Regions from separate parts of the Mus musculus genome. Here all the other regions are linked to region 4. A link is a contact called in public HiChIP or PLAC-seq and promoter capture Hi-C data. All regions are on one chromosome and are shown on one strand. The core of a region is the stretch at or near the end of the contact, and the rest is flanking DNA. Distances in the headings are between cores, read along the strand shown.

Region 1 (3,484 bases), core at 331-2,830, 440 kb before region 4:
TGTAGTCGCCACTGATCTATATGCTTACAGAAATAAATACCTGGTCCACTCACATTTGAACAACAACAAAAAATTGAGATATGTGACCTCTAGAAATAGAAGTAGTGTGCCTCTTTTGACTAAGAATGCCATTTTAGTTTTTTAAAATTTATTGATTCACTTCATTATCAATCCAATATCAGCCCTTTCTCTCCTCACAGTATCCCCTCATGTAAGTTCTCCCCCCATTCTACCTTCCCCTTTTCTTTTTTCCATTTTGGGTCTCAGTCCTGCCCCCAGCTTTTCTGTAAGATTCCCGAGCTCCATCTTATGTTTGTTTATGAGTCTCTGCATCTCGTTCCTTTGGCTGCTGGGACAGAAGTCAGTTATGCTAGGTTCCTGTCTGCAAGCTTAATAGAGTATCATTAATAGTGTCAGGGATTGGTTCTCACCCATGGGATGGGTCTCAATTTGGGGCAGTCATTGGTTGGCCATTCCCTCAGACTCTGCTCTATCTCTGTCCCTGCACATCTTGTAGGCAGGGTACATTTTGGGTCGAAGGCTTTCTGGTGGGTTGCTGTCCTTATCCTTCTACTGGGAGTCCTGCCTGGCTACAAGAAGCAGCCACTTCAGGATCTATATGCCCCACTACTAGGAGTCTTAGCTAGATTCACCTCTATAGACCTTGTGGACCTCTTCCCATCTCAGGTCTTTGGCACATCCTAAAGATTGCCCTCCCACTGTCTACTTCCCTTTCCTCTACCCTGTTCTTCCTACATATGATCTCTCCCTACCCTCTCCGTCCCCTCTTTCCATCGTCTGGGATATCTATCCTCCCTTGGGCCATCCTTGTTTGGGTCTGTTGATTACGGCATGATTATCCTGTACTTTATGGTTAATATGCACTTAAAAGTGAGGACATACCATGTATGTCCTTTGGGGTCTTGGATACTTCACTCTGGATATTTTCTAGTTCCATCCATTTGCCTGTGAAATCCATAATGTCCTTGTTTTTGTTTGTTTGTTTGCTTTTTTGGTTTTTCGAGACAGGGTTTCTCTGTGTAGCCCTGGCTGTTCTGGAACTCACTCTGTAGACCAGGGTGGCCTTGAACTCAGAAATCTGCCTGCCTCTGCCTCCCAAGTGATGTCCTTGGTTTTTAATGGCTGAGTAGTCTACTATTGTATAGATAAACCACATTTTCTGTATCCATTCTTCAGTGGAGAGGCATTTAGGTTATTTCCAGTTTCTGGCTATTACTTATTATAAAACTGCTTTGAACATGTTGAGCAAGTGTCCTTGTGGGGTGGTGGAACATCTTTTGGGTATATGCCCAGGAGTGGCATACTGGGTCTTGAGGTAGAACTATTCCTAATCCGAACAGTGAGGAGTGTTCCCCTTGCTTCACCCCCATGTGCTGTCCTTTTAGTTCTTGATCTTAGCCATTCTGATATGTTCCTTCTAAAAATAGAAGTTGTCTTTCTCCTTTGATTGAGAAATCTCCTGAGATAGTTTTTTACTGGAGCCCTAAAATGGTCTGGCTTAAACTTTTCTGTGTTTCTGTTTCTATTTGGTTTTGAGTCATTGATTCTTTGAGCCTTAAGTAGTTTTCACTTTCATTTATTTTCTCCCTCTGCCTCCTCCTCTGCCCTCCCCTTCTCCTCCTCCTCTCCCTACTTCTTCTTTACTCCTTCCCTCCCTCCCCCACCCGTGTGTGTGTGTGTGTGTGTGTGTGTGTGTGTGTGTGTGTGTGTGTGTGTCTGTGTCTGTGTCTGTGTCTGTGTCTGTCTGTCTGTCTGTCTGTGTCTCTCTGGTGTTCTTTCCAAATTTTCTTTATACAACATGCATTAGTCTACTTTCTTGCAGCTGGATAGTGTTCCCTTGATTAGTTCAATATATTCATTCATTGGCAAGCATTTGGGATCTTTTTATCCTTGGATTGTAGTGTATAATACTGCTGTGTGCGGGTGTATACAAATGTTTATTTTAGCACCAGTTTTCATTGTGTTTGGTGTATGCCTAGGAGTGTCACAGTAAGTAGTTTTCAACTTTTTGATGAATGGCCAAATTGATTTTTATATTGTTAATCTTTTGGATAGTCCTAATGATAATTTAAAAAAAAAAACAAATAATACCAAATACTAGTAATTTTCCTCTTCTTAAAAGCCGCAGGTGTCAAATTCCCATAACCCCACATCAGCAGAAGAACAGCAGCTGTACTGGGCCAAAGGGACTGGCTTTGGCACAGGTTCCACGGCATCAGGATGGGACGTGGAACAAGCCTTAACTAAACAGAGGCTAGAAGAGGAGCATGTGACCTGCCTTTTGCAGGTACGCTTGTGAGTCGGTTGTTATCAGTACTGATGATTTACTCAGTTCATTAAGTATTTTGTCTTTTTTCTTTTTGCTGAGATGTTTCATGTTTTCTAGGCTGCCCTTGAACTCTGATCTTCCTTTCTTCACCTCCAAGTGTAATCATGACAGATGTGCTCCAGCATTCTTAGGCTTGCTTTTGCTTTCTTCTCCAAATACAGTATAAATGCCATGGTTTAAAGAATGGTCTTTTATGCTTGTAATTCTAAATATATTCCCCTCAATTAGCTTCTCACCTCAGATACAATTATCCTTTGATTTCAAGATGTTCTCTAGAAACATAACATCTGCTAGCTAGCCTTTGTTTTAATGTAAAGCCTCTGACCTGTGCTTACAACCCAGTATTCGTACTCCATTCTGCACTGGGACCTCTCACCGCTAAACTGTACCTGTAGCTCACTCTCAGTTCAAATTGTTCTATAGTGATTCCACAATCAAGCAAGTTGAAAATAGGAGGGGACATCTTTATATCATAGAAATAAATGAAATTGCCGCCATTTTGAAGTGTTACTTTGCAGTTTTAAGATGGCATGCTCGTTGTAGTATAAATTCTGAGGTCCCAGCACTCTCAGACTGAATCAGTGCAGTGAGGACTTGGAGTGCAGCGTAGTAGCGTGTGTGCCTAGCATTCATGGGCCCTCTGGATTCAGTCCTCGGCACCGCATTAAAGTGACACTGCGAGCGAGCATCTGAATCTCAGGTCACGGTGACCCACATGGCCAAGTGGAGGCCACGGGAGCCTCCTGAGTTCCCCAGAAAGAGAAATCCAAAGGCGACAGTGGTGATGCTCCCGTGTCTGTCAGTCACTGTCCAGTCACTGCTCTGTTAGTCACGGCTTACTGCGCTCGTGTGCTGCTCTGTCCTCAGGGCGCTCCTCTTTCAGTTACATAGAGAGCTATTGTCCTGTGTAAGCAACCCTCAGCAAACAGTCCCTTCCCTTCTGAAAAGTTAAGTGGAAATGTCCTTTTTTAGCCGTGTTTGATATCTCAGGCCTATAATCCCAGCACACAAAGTTGAGGGATAAAAATCCAAGGCCACCCTCTCAGTCGAGAAACCCAACCTTGAGGTTTGTCAGGGCCTTATGTGGAAAAGCTATCTCCAAAATGAAAAGTACACAATCAGAAAGAGTGTCAA
Region 2 (3,226 bases), core at 319-2,818, 390 kb after region 4:
TGAACCTCTTCCCTAAGAGCCACTTTAGCCCATTACTCTCCTTCAGCATACTTGGCCAACTAATCAGCTCTTTCCTTATGTCCTCAAGTCCTCTGCTTCTATTTTGATTGATAATTCAAAGACTCTGTCTTTATTTTATTTATTTATTTATTTATTTATTTATTTATTTATTTATTTATTTATTGGTTTTTCGAGATAGGGTTTCTCTGTGTAGCCCTGGCTGTCCTGGAACTCACTCTGTAGACCAGGCTAGCCTCGAACTCAGAAATCCGCCTGCCTCTGCTTCCCGAGTGCTGGGATTAAAGGCATGCGCCACCATGCCCAGCTCTGTCTTTATTCTTAATTTAAACTTTTTATTTCGTATTATATTTATGTGTGTGCATGGTAGGGGGAAGAAGAGGAAGAGAGAGAGAAGGAGGGGGAGGGAGAAAAAGAAGAAGGAGGAGCAGGGAGAGAGAGACTTGAGCATAACACAGCAATCATGTGCAGGTCAAAGGACAACGTCATGAGTTTGTTTTCTCTTCCTACCTGTATATAGATTCAAGGCTAAAACAGGTTGGTGTGTTTGTGGAAGGAGTTCCTTTTTCTGCTGAGTCGTCTTGCTGACTTCTTGCTTTTTTTGTTTTTGTTTACTTTTCTCTTGTTTTCATTTTTTTGTTGTTGTTGTTGTTTGTTTTAGACTGGGTCTTGTTTAGCTCAGGCTAGTCTTGAACTTGTGGCCCCTTGACCTCAATCTCCCAAGTGCTAGGGTTCTAGCCATGGGCCACCATGTGCTGCTTTTTAAAGAGTCTTTCCAGGGCATTCTTTGTTCTCTTCCAAAGCAGGAATGACTCTATTGTGCTTTATCCTGGGTTTTACATTCGCCTCAACTGCAGGAGGCTTTGCTCTGCGTTAGACTAACTATCTTTTTCTGTTCATGTGCTTTAGTTAGCACATGCCCAGCACCTTCCACAGTACCTGGCACAATTAAGAACTCAGGAGTCAGAGTGAATGCTCTGCTTAGGAGTGGTGAGTGTCAGACAAAAAGTCTGACATCCTTTTGTCAACTGCCACTCTATTTATTTATTTATTTATTTATTTATTTAGGCACTTGTAACAGATTGTTTGGGTGGTCTTCAGGTCTAGTGTTTAGACACAACAGGTGTATAAAAGATGACATCTTCCATGGTAACTTGGTTTTTGAGAAGGAAGGAACATAAACAAATTCTCTTATCCTTGCTTAAACAAGCAAAGGTACAATTTCCCCCTTTGGCTTCATAACAGCGCAGCATCTGAAACTCGGCTGCCGTTGATGAGCTGATGTTCTCTTTTGATGTCCATAGAAAATGAAAGCAATGACTCTTCTTAAGCTCTGGCAGCCTAAATTACTTAGGACTGCTGCGTTGGAATAGGAGCCTGGCTCCCAGACTTCACCCACTAACTGCAACTAAAGGATACACCCCTAAGTAGAATGGTAATATCAACTGTACTTTTAGTGTGACGTTGAAGTGGTCAAACCACAGATGTCTTGGGTTTGTGTGATTCAACAACGAACACAAAGATGTTCTCCAGTGGGGAACCACCTCACAATAACTCAAGCACCTGCATTGATTAATCATTTGCCATGTAAATATGTTTCCGTGAATCAGTGCCCAGGTTTCTAACCACAATCAGACTACAAACCACGAAACAGACAGATGATGTCTGAAGAGAAGAGCCAGTGTGGTCCGCAGTTTCAACTGTCTGCCTCCAGACTGTGCTTTTAACAGTTATGGTTATGAGTATAACTTTATAACACAGGTGCCTACATTTGGGCAATGTCTCCAACACCTAGAAGACAATGATAAAGCAGGGAAATTAAGTCAGTTTTAAGTGCATCAAGCAAGGGGAAGCTCTCGCCATGGTAGAATACTTGCCAGCATGCCCAAGACCCTGGCTCAGTCCCCAAACAAACAAACAAACAAACACAAAACCTACATGCACCAAGCTACATTATCAAGAAGATGTTTAGAAAAGTTCTGAAAAAAAATTTTAATGAAAGTTCAATGGTATAAACGGAAACCTGAATTTAAAAAATAAAAGCTAAGAAGCAGTTCTTTTTGGTTAGGAAAAGCAAATGAAAAAAAAAAAATAATGCCAGAGTATGCCCACCTCTTTTTTTTTAAGAGCACAGAGGGACAATGTAGAAGCTATTTAGCATCATATTTAAGTCTGCATAGCTCAGAGTGATAGCAAAAAATCGTAAGTGAGAAGTCTTGACCTCTGCCTTGAACCTGTGCTAGTCCATCTTAACTGTAGCTTTTTCTTCATGCTTCTGTGGTCATTCATGAGCTCTGCATTTCTACAACTCTAGAAATACAGGATGGCACAGCCATGAAAATAAGAAAACAGTTTTATGGCATTGGCCATGGCCCACCGACTCCCCTGGACAGCACAGACCTGCAGAGCAGTCACGACACCTAAGCCAGTTTCTTCGTATATCTAAGATCATCCTTGTCTCCCCACAATCAAGGAGGATGTCCATTACACGCAAAGGCACATTACGTTTTTTTCTGATGCCATGTGGAAGGCAATGTCCTCACCATGAGCCCTGAGGAAGCTTATGTGTCCACTAGAGTCTCGTGTCCACTCTATGAAGCACATGCGCGTTTGAATTAAGAACCACGTGACTGCAGCTGTCTGAGGCACAAGAGCGTGTCCACGAGCACAGCATTTAAGGGAGGAGTTCCTTTTTCTTCAGGTCAAGTGGCTGTGTTCTTTAGTGACCCATATATGCTTTAGCACGTTAAAAAAATAGAAAGTGAGAAAACTCAAGTTAATGAACAATCATTAAACACCTATTCTGTGCATCAGGCTGTCTGCCAATGCTGGAACTTTCCATGATCACTAGTTCTCCTGGCACCTTCCCCATCCATCTCCCTGGTAAATGCTCACATAGGCCCTGTAATAAATCCTGGGGGTTGGGGTGGGGAACAGAAAAATGCCATACCACCTCTGTCCCTTCCTTTCTCAAAAATAAAAGATGGAAGATTTATAAATGTCCCCAAAGTTTAAAAATGACCAACTCCTAGATACAAGGTTGGGGAACTCTCTCCCTTGGGTAAGAAATTACTCAGCATTTGTCACTATAACAAATACCCAGTATAAATCAATTTATTGAACGAAAAGGCTTATTTTTGGCTCTGCCTGTTAACAGTTGGCTTCGTTGCATTGGTCCTGTGGTAAGGCTGCATATCAGTGGGGCAGC
Region 3 (3,160 bases), core at 128-2,627, 360 kb after region 4:
CCTCAAAAGTAAACCCAAATCAGTAGTAGTTCTCACTGTAGTCTTCTAAACTAGAACACTGGGGATGAGACTTGTCCCTTAGTGTCCTTATGTGATAGATTCCAGGACTCCATGAACACCATGCATGATCATGATGCCCAGATCCTTCCTGTTCAGGGGCACAGTGTTTTTGTTTGTTTGTTTGTTTGTCTGTTTGCTTGGGTGGTTTTTTTTTTTGTTTGTTTTTTTCAAGACAGGGTTTCTCTGCATAGCCCTGGCTGTTCTGGAACTCACTTTGTAGACCAGGCTGGCCTCTAACTCAGAAATCTGCCTGCCTCTGCCTCCTGAGTGCTGGGATTAAAGGCGTGCGCCACCACGCCCGGCTTGGGCACAGTGTTTTTTATATAACCTATGCTGATCTTCCTGTGTGACTTCAATCATCTGTGTCTCACTTGGAGATGTGACCTAATATTGTTATCCTATATTCTTTAAGGAATAATGAAAAGAACAAAAGGTGTTCAGTACAGATATCACTACTTTGAGAAACATACTGTACATTCATGGTTGGTTGCATTTCATAGACATAAAACCTTGAGGATATGAAGGCTCTGATCTTTGATGGAAAATGCTTTTTTTTCCCCAAGGAAATGGCATAATTTAGTGAACGCTAGCAGAGACATAAAGAATGGACTCAGAATTTTGACATCAAATGCTTGCTTGATTTCTTTGATGTTTTGCAATAGGGAATGGAATCCTAGGACACAGAGCATGTTTTGTCTGTCTTGGAAGATTGCATGCTTTACAGACACCTGTTCTCCAAAAGCTAGCCCCATGGTCCCTTATTTCCCCTTTATATCAGTTGCTCATTTATTATAGGAGTCAGCCATCATGCTGTCATGTTCTCATTACTTTATGAGACCTAAAATCTTGGGTGTTCTATTCTTTCATGTGGTCTTTGTCCCTTCAGAGTCTGTGGTATGTAAAGTCACTGTGCTTTGGTCTTTGAATTCATCTCTGGGATTGAAAAAAGAGAATGCCCGTTTACATGGGAATTCACTGGCACTAGGCACTCTCTCTCACTGCCACAATTTCAAGTAGGGGTGTGGGCATCATTCCCATTGTTTACAGAGAGGAGACTGAGAATAAGAAAATGTACGTAACTTGTCCACAGTCATGGAGGAAGTACGTGCAGGCAGAATTCTACACAGTGTAAACAATCTATTAGCCCCGAATCCCAGGAATTTCTCTGTTTATGCTGTCATCCAGGCGAAGACGGGGTTCAATTACATCATTCAAGTGCACATTTTGAATTGTCTTTTGTAGTGAAAAAGGCTGTACCTTGTCATGATCTTCTGTTAGGCATTGGTTTATGACTAGTTTGTGGTGTGCTGGCTGATGGGTATTGTTGGTGGTATTAAGTAAGTTTTATGGGCAGTTGACTTGAAGAATAAGTCCATCTTAGTCACAGACACAAAGATATTGGCTTCAGATAACATTTGTAGTGGAATTTAGTCATCATTTTCGTCACTGGTGTGGGTTGGTTGAAGTCTCAGCAATGACGGCATGATGTAACATCAGCTTTGAGAGGGCCCATTTTTTAGATATAAAAGTTATTAATATAATTAATTGATTACATTTAAAATAGTCCAGCCTGCTCTCTTGCATATATTCTCCTTGCCTAAGAAAAGCAATTCCTGGGAGTTCTGCTGGCTACAACACCCGCACATCCAGGGGGCAAGTGTGCATTCCGACGTGCTTATTCCTTTCCTCCTTGTGGTCACTTGCTCAGTGTGAGGAGTCTTAGCTCACTAGACTAATTGAGACTCTTTACTGTTGGTCAGTTCTCCAACAAGTTCATTGTTTATTGACTAGCACCATTATCAGTATGTTGGTAAGATCATAAAAACAGCTGTATGTGGCTTCTAGTAGTTGTGAGTGCAGCTATACATAGTAATAGCCAGGGAAAATATAAATGTATGCTGTTTTATAATAAATAAAACATTATAATAACCTTTGTAGTATGACTGTTTAGGGCTACTTTCTTTGAATTAAAAAAAAAAAAGTCTTGAACTGACTCATAAACTGATCCAAAAGGTATTTCCCCCTTTTTACTGGTTATTGTAATAAACAGAATTTTCGGCACCTTCCAAGAGCATACAAGAGAACATTTATAAAAGAAGGAAAGACAGTGAGATGGTTGGTGATGGTTTTACCATTATGGATTTCATTTCGGTCAGCGGAGTTCAAAGCAGTGTAAATCTTGATGCCCCTACTGTAATAGAAGGATCTTATTCATGTCTAGTTTGTGACAGGATTCAGGTTGCTGCAGCTACACTAATATCTTTTAAGCTTCTGTTTAATAGGATTGGTACTTTTATTTTCTGAAGGCTTCTTTATTTCCCAAATGTTGTCCCGTCTTTTCCCTTAATCAGCTGGCCCATAACTACCCCATAAGGTGCCATATTATTATGACATTGATTTGCTTTAAGACTATAAATACAGTCAGAGTTTTAATTAAGGATGTGTTCCTGGTACAACTGGCAGAGAACTACCCACGGGAGGAAAATAACATGGGAAATTTATATCTATTCCCAGAGCTTCCTTTTAGTTATTACTTTCTCGCCGCTTAATTTTTTTCAACCCCACAGACAAGCAACTGCATTAGAGAATGTGTAAGTGATTTTAATTGCATTTTCCCCTGTCTGGAGCATTTGTAATGTGGCAGAGAGACCAATGCAATTGGCCCAAAGGGAAATTGATGAGCTAGGAATGGAGTTAGACACAGCCATCAATCTAAGGCACAGTCAGTCTCCAAGTTAACAAACCGGCTCGGTCTCTCCTCTGCTTTGAGGACATTTTCTTTCCATTCAACAATCCAAACTGCTTTGCACTGGGCTTCCTGGGTGCCTTCTGTGCAAATTAACCTTGGAAGGCACGTGAGAGTTGTGCCTAGACATCTGTACATGAAGGTCCCTGTTGCAGAACAGTTCTAAAGACTGGAATCAAGGACCTCGAGAGAAGTATGTCCTTTCCCAGGCATACTGCAGAAGCTCTCCCTGTACCCATGAAGAATGCTCCTTCTCAGATCTCAAGCTAACAGAGCCTTCTGGGGCTCCCAAGCCCTCAAGAATTTGAAGTAGTTTTAAATTGGAGAACCAAGTACATCCATATTTGGTTCTGA
Region 4 (3,524 bases), core at 996-3,495:
AAAAACAAAAAGAAGCAAACATACCAACCAAAACAGAGCGCAACCATCTACTCTGTACCTTCTCGTTCAGAGTTGAGACCATGTGGTCAGGAAGCCTGGGTCTAAGGAGGAGACCCTGAGGAGGGTAGAAAACAGTGGTTCTCAATGTTCCTAATGTTGTGACCCTTTAATTCACTTCCTCATGTTGTGGTGACCCCACCAACCAAAACAATATTTCATTGCTACTTCATAACTATGATTTTTTTGCTACTGTTATGAATTGTAAATATCTGATTTGTAACCCCTATGAAAGGCTTTTGAACTCAGGTTGAGAACTACTGATAATATAAGAAAACATTCATTTCTAGGTGTGTGTGTGTGTGTGTGTGTGTGTGTGTGTGTGTGTGTGTTCAGTAACCAAATTCACATTGCGGTGGCAATCTAACTTGGATATGCAAGAGAAACAATGTTTCCCACTGTGAGGCTGAGAGGTCCAAGTTCTTCTAGATGTTAGCTCAGGCCTGGATAGAAATTCTCCTCAGCTTCTCTCCCACAGGATGACTTAGAACTGTGCACATGGTTCTTTTATTGAACTGTGGACTCCTTTTCATAGCTATGTATTTGACTTTTATGTTCAAATGATAAACACAGGAATCACTTACGTGCGTTTATACGTTGCTACAGGCTGGAATGACAATTTAGGATTCTGAAACCGTGGAAGGCTGATAGGCTGAGAACGGGGACATAAGTCTCTTTTCTTTCAATTTTCTCTTTCCTGTAAAGCTCACTGCAGTCCTAGCACATGCAAATATATCTGATTCCCTCTCTCTGTGGGAATATTTGCACTAGAGGTGATTTCATTGGAATTCTTAGCAATGCCTTGCTTTAGGTGAGTATTGGAGATCATATAAGTCCAAGGGTCATTTTTTTGCCAATGAGGACCATGGTTAATTCCTCTTAGGGGTTGAGGTTCAGGGAGGGAGAGAAGGTTTGAATGTGATTGTTTGCATTTTACAAGGTTAAATATTTGTAGTCTTTAAGGAGCAAGGGTGTGTGTGTGTGTGTGTGTGTGTGTGTGTGTGTGTGTGTGTATGTGTGTGTGTGAAGTATTATTGTGAGGGGGTAGAAAAAACAGAACTTCATACTTGTCCCTGGTTCTGGTCAAACTGGAATTTGTAGCTTTAAGACTGAGGAGACTTTCAGGACTAGCAAGTGCCGTGAAGCAGGGTTGGAGAGTGGAGGGGCTTGCCTAAGTGAAGGGCAAGACACGAGCCCTTAATTTGCACAAGTCATTTTAACACTGAGTGAATCGTAGACCCAGGTTTCCTATGTCGTTTCAGTTGGTGTCTATTTAATCTCAAATTCAATCCCAATCAGTTTGGGTTGGCTGCTTGGAGTGCTGTGTGACAATGGCTCACAGCAGAGGTTCTCAACCCCAAAACAGTCTTGAACCCCAAAGGGATCACAACAGATGTCCTGCAGATTGGATATTAACATTACACGTCACAGTAGCAAAATGGCAGTTATGAAGTAGCAACGAAATACTTTTATGGTTGGGGGGGTCACCACAATATGAGGAACTGTATCAAAGGGTAGCTGTATTAGGAAAGTTGAGAACCACTGGCCTAAGGGGAGGGTATAGGATGGGGTGGTCTCTGGTGCTTGCAATTATCCACCGCCTGCATAGTTTACACGACCCCACATAGTACCTTATTCTGTTGTTGCTTTTTTTTTAAAGCCCCTTTTGTCTACTCCTGCTGTTTCTTTTGCTGGTTGCCTCTCCCGGATACTTTGTTGCATCTAGTTCTTTGACCTGGAGTATGGATAAGGGAGTTGCTAAGCAGCCAGCCTCTCTTTCGGTCCTATTCTATCCTCCTGGATAGCTAAAGCCTCATACACTGAAGTCCCTCACCATAGCTGCCAGCTTATCCATCTCTTTCCTGCTTACTGAACAGTTATGGGGAAGAACAGGGAATTTAAGGCTTGGCCCTCCACCTTCCCTCCTCTCTTCTCTTTGTTTGCCCGAGGTCTTTGCTTCCTTGTGCGGTGTTCATTTCCTGGGCGTATCAACAAAGATTATGTGGGTGCAGTGTTTCTAACTTGCTCAAAGTTCAGGTCTCTGTTCTCCGAAACGCCATTTGTGATTCAGAGCCGTGAGTTTGGCCTATTGATTCTGATGGAAATCTGAGCATGGCTGCAGGCAACAAAATGACTCATGGCCTTGACTTCACTGTTGCCCTTATTTTAAACTCCTTAGAGGGAAAGTGTCACCCAGTTCTGACAGAGACTGTGAGCCAGGGCTGGGCTCCCCTTTGACTCAGGGATGTGTCACACTCTCTACCGGAAACTCACATTTTTAACACCAGTCATCATGAACTTGGCAGGAGGCCTTTTGGAGAGGTGTTGGTATTTGGTAGATTTATTTTTTTTCCCTGCTGCCCATGAAAAACAAACTCAGAAATCTGTTTTATTTCCCTCTTCCCCTTTGGAGATTTGTTTTGGAATAGTTTATCATTCCTCCATCTGGAGAACGCTTATTGTTGATCTGTAAATCGTGGTTCGCATAGGACCATGGCGAGGTGACTGCGGCCCTGGGCGAAGGGTAGAATAAACTGGGGCAGCTTGCCTGTTGGGGTGATGAAACCTCTTAGCTGGTGTTAGCGGTGGGTGGCTGGTGACCTGGCCAGTGACCACAGGTCTGCACTTCAAATACAGCTGGATTGACGTGAAGTCTTCTGAGGTCTTTGTGCATGCCTGTTCAGTTACTCACTGAAGTAGGTAACTCTTTTACTGCTCGGTGGTTCTGTGCTGAGAAAAAAAAATGCCCAGACTTGCCAGCCCATGCTAGGAACTTCCCAGAAGCCTAGAGGCCACAACCCATTTATGAGAACAGGGACTCCTAGCTCGTTCTCTGGTTTATTCTTATAGCCGATGAACGTTTCAATGGACTGTACTTCTAATTGGATGACGGTAGCTTCCTGAAGGCATGGCTATTTCACTCATTCATTGTTTGATGCCCAGCACTGGGGAAACCCAAGCAGAGAGGACTGTGGAGCTGTCAGATGGGGTGGGGCGGGGGATAATAATGGTCTTGTAGACTGTTTAAATCCTAGGTCAAGACTATAAGTTAGTTACCAGCCGAGATATTAGCCAGAAAATTCACCTCTGTGTGTCACTGTGTGAGCCTTGAAGAAAAGATTCACTAAAGCAGTGGCTTTTTCTTTTGCTGGCCATCAGAAAGACCTGTGCACTTTCTATTCTTTAGCTACACATTCTAGGGCCCCATCTTCACGATGGGCCTCAGTAGGTCTTGGTGGAGCTCTGATGGTGGGGCTCTTTGTCTCTTTCAAACTTTCTTATTGTCAGTGGTGAAGACTGTTACCTCTAACCCGTCCTTCCTTTATGAGTAAGTTTAACAGATGACCAGATAAGCAATGGCGGACCAAGGCTGGAGAGTTAAGGTACTTCTAAGCTCACTGACATATTTTAGATAGGACTTAGTTCTTTGTTCACTGAGTGAAGGACAACGGTGACATTATCTGGCC
Region 5 (3,128 bases), core at 243-2,742, 290 kb before region 4:
TGGAGTAGCCTTGCCCTTTATGTAGGGAAACAGTAACAGCTGAGCAGTTTTATCCCTTGCATTAATTTGTACCTCCTTTTTCATATATATCATAATTTGTTTATCTTTCTTGCTATTCCCACTTATAATACCTGGGTGCACAATAAAATTTCCCAAGATTCCTACTATCCCTGAAAGTAAAGGATCATAAACACCAGTGGTTAGCCTGTAATATTGAAATTTGGGGGGTAGTGTAAGAGATGTATCTTTGGCAAGATCCTGAGCTGCATCTATAAGATCAGAAATACTTAGTTTTGATCTTCTTGTCCACTTGGTATTTCCTGGCTGACCAAAGGAAGATGGCTCTTATTGTTTGCTCCAGGGTCTCAAACTGAAAGCCCGCTCGGTTCGTTTCCCAACTGTAAGGTTATGTCTTATGAATATCTTGGACCTACAATCTTTAGACCAGTGTTTGCCCTTTCTACAGTGGCTACAATACCCTGGAAGCTTTTGTGTTTCATAGCAGCCAGAACCTCCTTATTCTTGTCTATGAATGCCATATTCTCCAGACTTAATGCACTTGCTATTTTGAGACCTGAATCTTTTATTTTTACAGTTTCTTGAAATGACCAAATTCATTACAAAGCACTGGGCATTTTGGTTCCTATAACATTGGCATGGTGCTCCTGAAGGCCAGCACCAATTGTCTCTCTTATCCATTTGTGTATTGGTGCTCCTTGTGCTTTCAATGGACTGACTGACCTCTTACATTTAATATTTGCATTTTCAAATGCCAAGATCTCTGTCAATGTACTCTCTGGTTTCAGGGTCTGATTTGGTCTGTTTATAGCTGAACCTGATCTGTAAGAAGTCAATAAAGGCTTCCCCAGGGCCATGTATTACCTTAGTGAATGAGATGGATTGTCCCCCTGGCTGCTCAGTCACATCCCAAGCTCTTAACGCAGCAACACAACATCGTCAATTATGACATCATCAGATCAGATTTGTACAAAGCCTGGGAAAGCTGAAAGTACCTGTGCAGCCCCAAGCACATGCTCTGGCAGTGCACTTGTCTGGATACTAACCTGTCCCTGTAGTGCCTCTTGCTCTTCCTCAACCCTTGTCTCATGGAGGTGCTCTGGGCACCTATAAGTCAAAGTGCATGGGCAGGGCAAGGTTGTCTTCTAGCCTAGTTTGCTTCCCTCTCTCATCGTGTGGTAAATTTCTGTCTCAGACACCAAGCCGAACAGTGGTGTTGTTCTCCTCTCACTGGCTCTTTTTGCTTTCCAAGCACTTCAGCCTCTGTCCACACACTCTAAGTGCATAGCCAACCGTGCAATCCTTTCTAACCCAAGAGAATTGACTGAGCCTTCTGAGTTTTCAGCTTTCCCCATAATCTTTTTCAAAATGGTATGCATGAAACCTATGAACCAAAACCAGAGAACCCCCTCCAGGAGCAAGGCAGGAAACAACCCAGTGGCAGTTTCTCTTATTTTGCCATCCTCCTTACACAACATTGCTAAGCCATCAAAACTTGCCTATTCCTCTATACAAGAAGTAGCAGAGTTACCCATTATGCCTAGGCCATGTTGAGTGCCACCTGTATTCTTAGATTTTTCAAAACCTACTTTAGTTGGGGTTCTTAAATATTTCAACCTCCCTTCTAGCCCACTGATCAGAGGTAGGGGATAAAAAAGAAGGTTAAAATAGCAAAAGAGAATTATAGACCTGTTTAGTAGTTCATTGAGGCAGTTCCACTCTTTGTTGTCAGGATACCAGCAGTCCAGTTCAGTAGCAAACACCAAACACAAATCAGTAGTGGTGACTCAGTCCAACATAAACAGCAAGGCTTAGCTGAATCAGGATGAGTCAGTAGAAGTGGCCAGAATCAGCCAGAATACCACAAGAGGTTCTTTGATGCATTTCTCTCTACAAAGCAAAGTCTAAAGAAGACCAGTGAAGAAGTGAAGTGTCACACAAATAACAATGCAAGAGCATATCTCTCTCACTGTCTGTGGGATTCTATTTATATTCTTTCTAGGCATCACGTGCTCTCTCAAGTGTTTGTTTTCAGTAAAATATCACAAGATAGCTTCCCAAAAAAGTCACGTGACATGACTGAGTTGTTAAAGAAACCAGAAATTTCTACTTCAGTAGTCCCTTAGCCAGGGCTGTGGATTCACTTTAAAGGGAGGAGACAGTGCTGTGTCTCCTAGAGGCAATGCTGCAAGTCCTGGTTACACATCAGACTTAAAAGACTTGGCAGGGAGAAGGCGGATATAAAACTTCTCAAGTGGTTCATATATTAACATGTTGAAGCAGTCTCATTTTGGATATCTAGAAATAAATATTATTAAACTTATAAAAAGTGTAGCCACCAGAGCAGGTAATGAAGCTAAGCTCTTTCTTACCCACCTGACAGCTCTGGGCTAAGTCGTAGTAATTTTGGAGCTTAAAGAATTCAGCTGTATTTTGAGGACTTGTGTGAAAGTTTTGAGGCATCTTGACTCATTTATTTAATATATATTGTATTGGTGCGTGTGTGCCGCGTGTGTGCTCGCGCAGTGTGTGTGTGTGTACGTGTACACCTGTACTCGAGCACACATGCATGTGTGACTGACTTAGCATGCATGTGGAGATCAGCAGACAACTTGCAGAAATTGGTTTTTTCTTTCATCTTTAGGTACATCCCTTGTCATGAGTATCAAGATGGCTAGCTTACAAAGCTGCCCGGCTATGCGGGCTGTGCGTCTAATAGGCTTGTAGACCTTAGATGTGTTTCCCCACAGCTGGATTTTTTTTTTTTTTTTTGACATGGGTTCTGGCCATCAAACTCAGGTTAGGTTGTCTGGTTTGTGGGATAAATGCTATTACTTGCTGAGCCATCTCACTGGCCCCATCAGTCATCATTGATAATGGGCATTTAAGTAATAATTTAAAAACAAAGTAAAAGACATGCTAAGCATTGTCCACAGTTCTTCAGATTCTAAAGACCTCCATTGAGAAAGAAAAAATAAAGACATTGTAGTGAGTCAGCTGATAGCAACTGGGAGACCCTGAAGTTTAAAGCTGAGAGCTTTGTATGAGTCCAGGGCCAAGATGGTTACCTGTACTGAGAGAGGCAAGCCAACAGTTAACTGATCTGGAGA

Evidence for each region. Promoter capture Hi-C pulls out the DNA fragments that hold promoters and counts their contacts. HiChIP or PLAC-seq counts read pairs in DNA pulled down with a chosen protein or histone mark.
Region 1: a contact with region 4 is called in a promoter capture Hi-C map of the 3T3-L1 cell line, with 2.4 times the contacts expected there. The contact joins two enhancer-like sites. A contact is called at or near these places in 1 of 39 promoter capture datasets (the 3T3-L1 cell line) and 2 of 484 Hi-C or Micro-C datasets (embryonic fibroblasts and uterus).
Region 2: a contact with region 4 is called in a FOXA1 HiChIP or PLAC-seq map of pancreatic cancer cells. The contact joins two enhancer-like sites. A contact is called at or near these places in 2 of 115 datasets of contacts at active chromatin or transcription factors (large pre-B cells and pancreatic cancer cells).
Region 3: a FOXA1 HiChIP or PLAC-seq map of pancreatic cancer cells shows a contact between it and region 4. The contact joins two enhancer-like sites. A contact is called at or near these places in 2 of 115 datasets of contacts at active chromatin or transcription factors (bone marrow-derived macrophages and pancreatic cancer cells).
Region 5: a contact with region 4 is called in an HNF4G HiChIP or PLAC-seq map of pancreatic cancer cells. The contact joins two enhancer-like sites. A contact is called at or near these places in 9 of 484 Hi-C or Micro-C datasets (Sertoli cells, bone marrow-derived macrophages, cortical neurons and 6 more) and 2 of 115 datasets of contacts at active chromatin or transcription factors (fibro-adipogenic progenitors and pancreatic cancer cells).

What each region holds. Positions count from the first base shown.
Region 1 is chr17:74,666,616-74,670,099 of GRCm38.p6, forward strand. Birc6 (baculoviral IAP repeat-containing 6) reads left to right here. Exons shown (of 73, transcript NM_007566.3): 63 at 2,144-2,308. Among named protein-coding and RNA genes, the nearest start is that of Ttc27, 49 kb to the right of the region's middle. Within about 2 kb of position 1,581, at least 24 of the 459 cell types and tissues checked have an H3K27ac peak or open chromatin away from gene starts, as enhancers often do.
Region 2 is chr17:75,503,658-75,506,883 of GRCm38.p6, forward strand. All of the region lies in intron 9 of Rasgrp3 (RAS, guanyl releasing protein 3), which reads left to right. Among named protein-coding and RNA genes, the nearest start is that of Fam98a, 47 kb to the right of the region's middle. Within about 2 kb of position 1,569, at least 22 of the 459 cell types and tissues checked have an H3K27ac peak or open chromatin away from gene starts, as enhancers often do. A contact at or near this core is called in pancreatic cancer cells, where this site is marked.
Region 3 is chr17:75,469,349-75,472,508 of GRCm38.p6, forward strand. All of the region lies in intron 1 of Rasgrp3 (RAS, guanyl releasing protein 3), which reads left to right. Among named protein-coding and RNA genes, the nearest start is that of Rasgrp3, 35 kb to the left of the region's middle. Within about 2 kb of position 1,378, at least 13 of the 459 cell types and tissues checked have an H3K27ac peak or open chromatin away from gene starts, as enhancers often do. A contact at or near this core is called in pancreatic cancer cells, where this site is marked.
Region 4 is chr17:75,108,371-75,111,894 of GRCm38.p6, forward strand. The region is part of intron 3 of Ltbp1 (latent transforming growth factor beta binding protein 1); the gene reads left to right. Among named protein-coding and RNA genes, the nearest start is that of Ltbp1, 100 kb to the left of the region's middle. Within about 2 kb of position 2,246, at least 84 of the 459 cell types and tissues checked have an H3K27ac peak or open chromatin away from gene starts, as enhancers often do. A contact at or near this core is called in pancreatic cancer cells, where this site is marked.
Region 5 is chr17:74,817,954-74,821,081 of GRCm38.p6, forward strand. The region is part of intron 13 of Ttc27 (tetratricopeptide repeat domain 27); the gene reads left to right. Among named protein-coding and RNA genes, the nearest start is that of Ttc27, 100 kb to the left of the region's middle. Within about 2 kb of position 1,493, at least 48 of the 459 cell types and tissues checked have an H3K27ac peak or open chromatin away from gene starts, as enhancers often do. A contact at or near this core is called in pancreatic cancer cells, where this site is marked.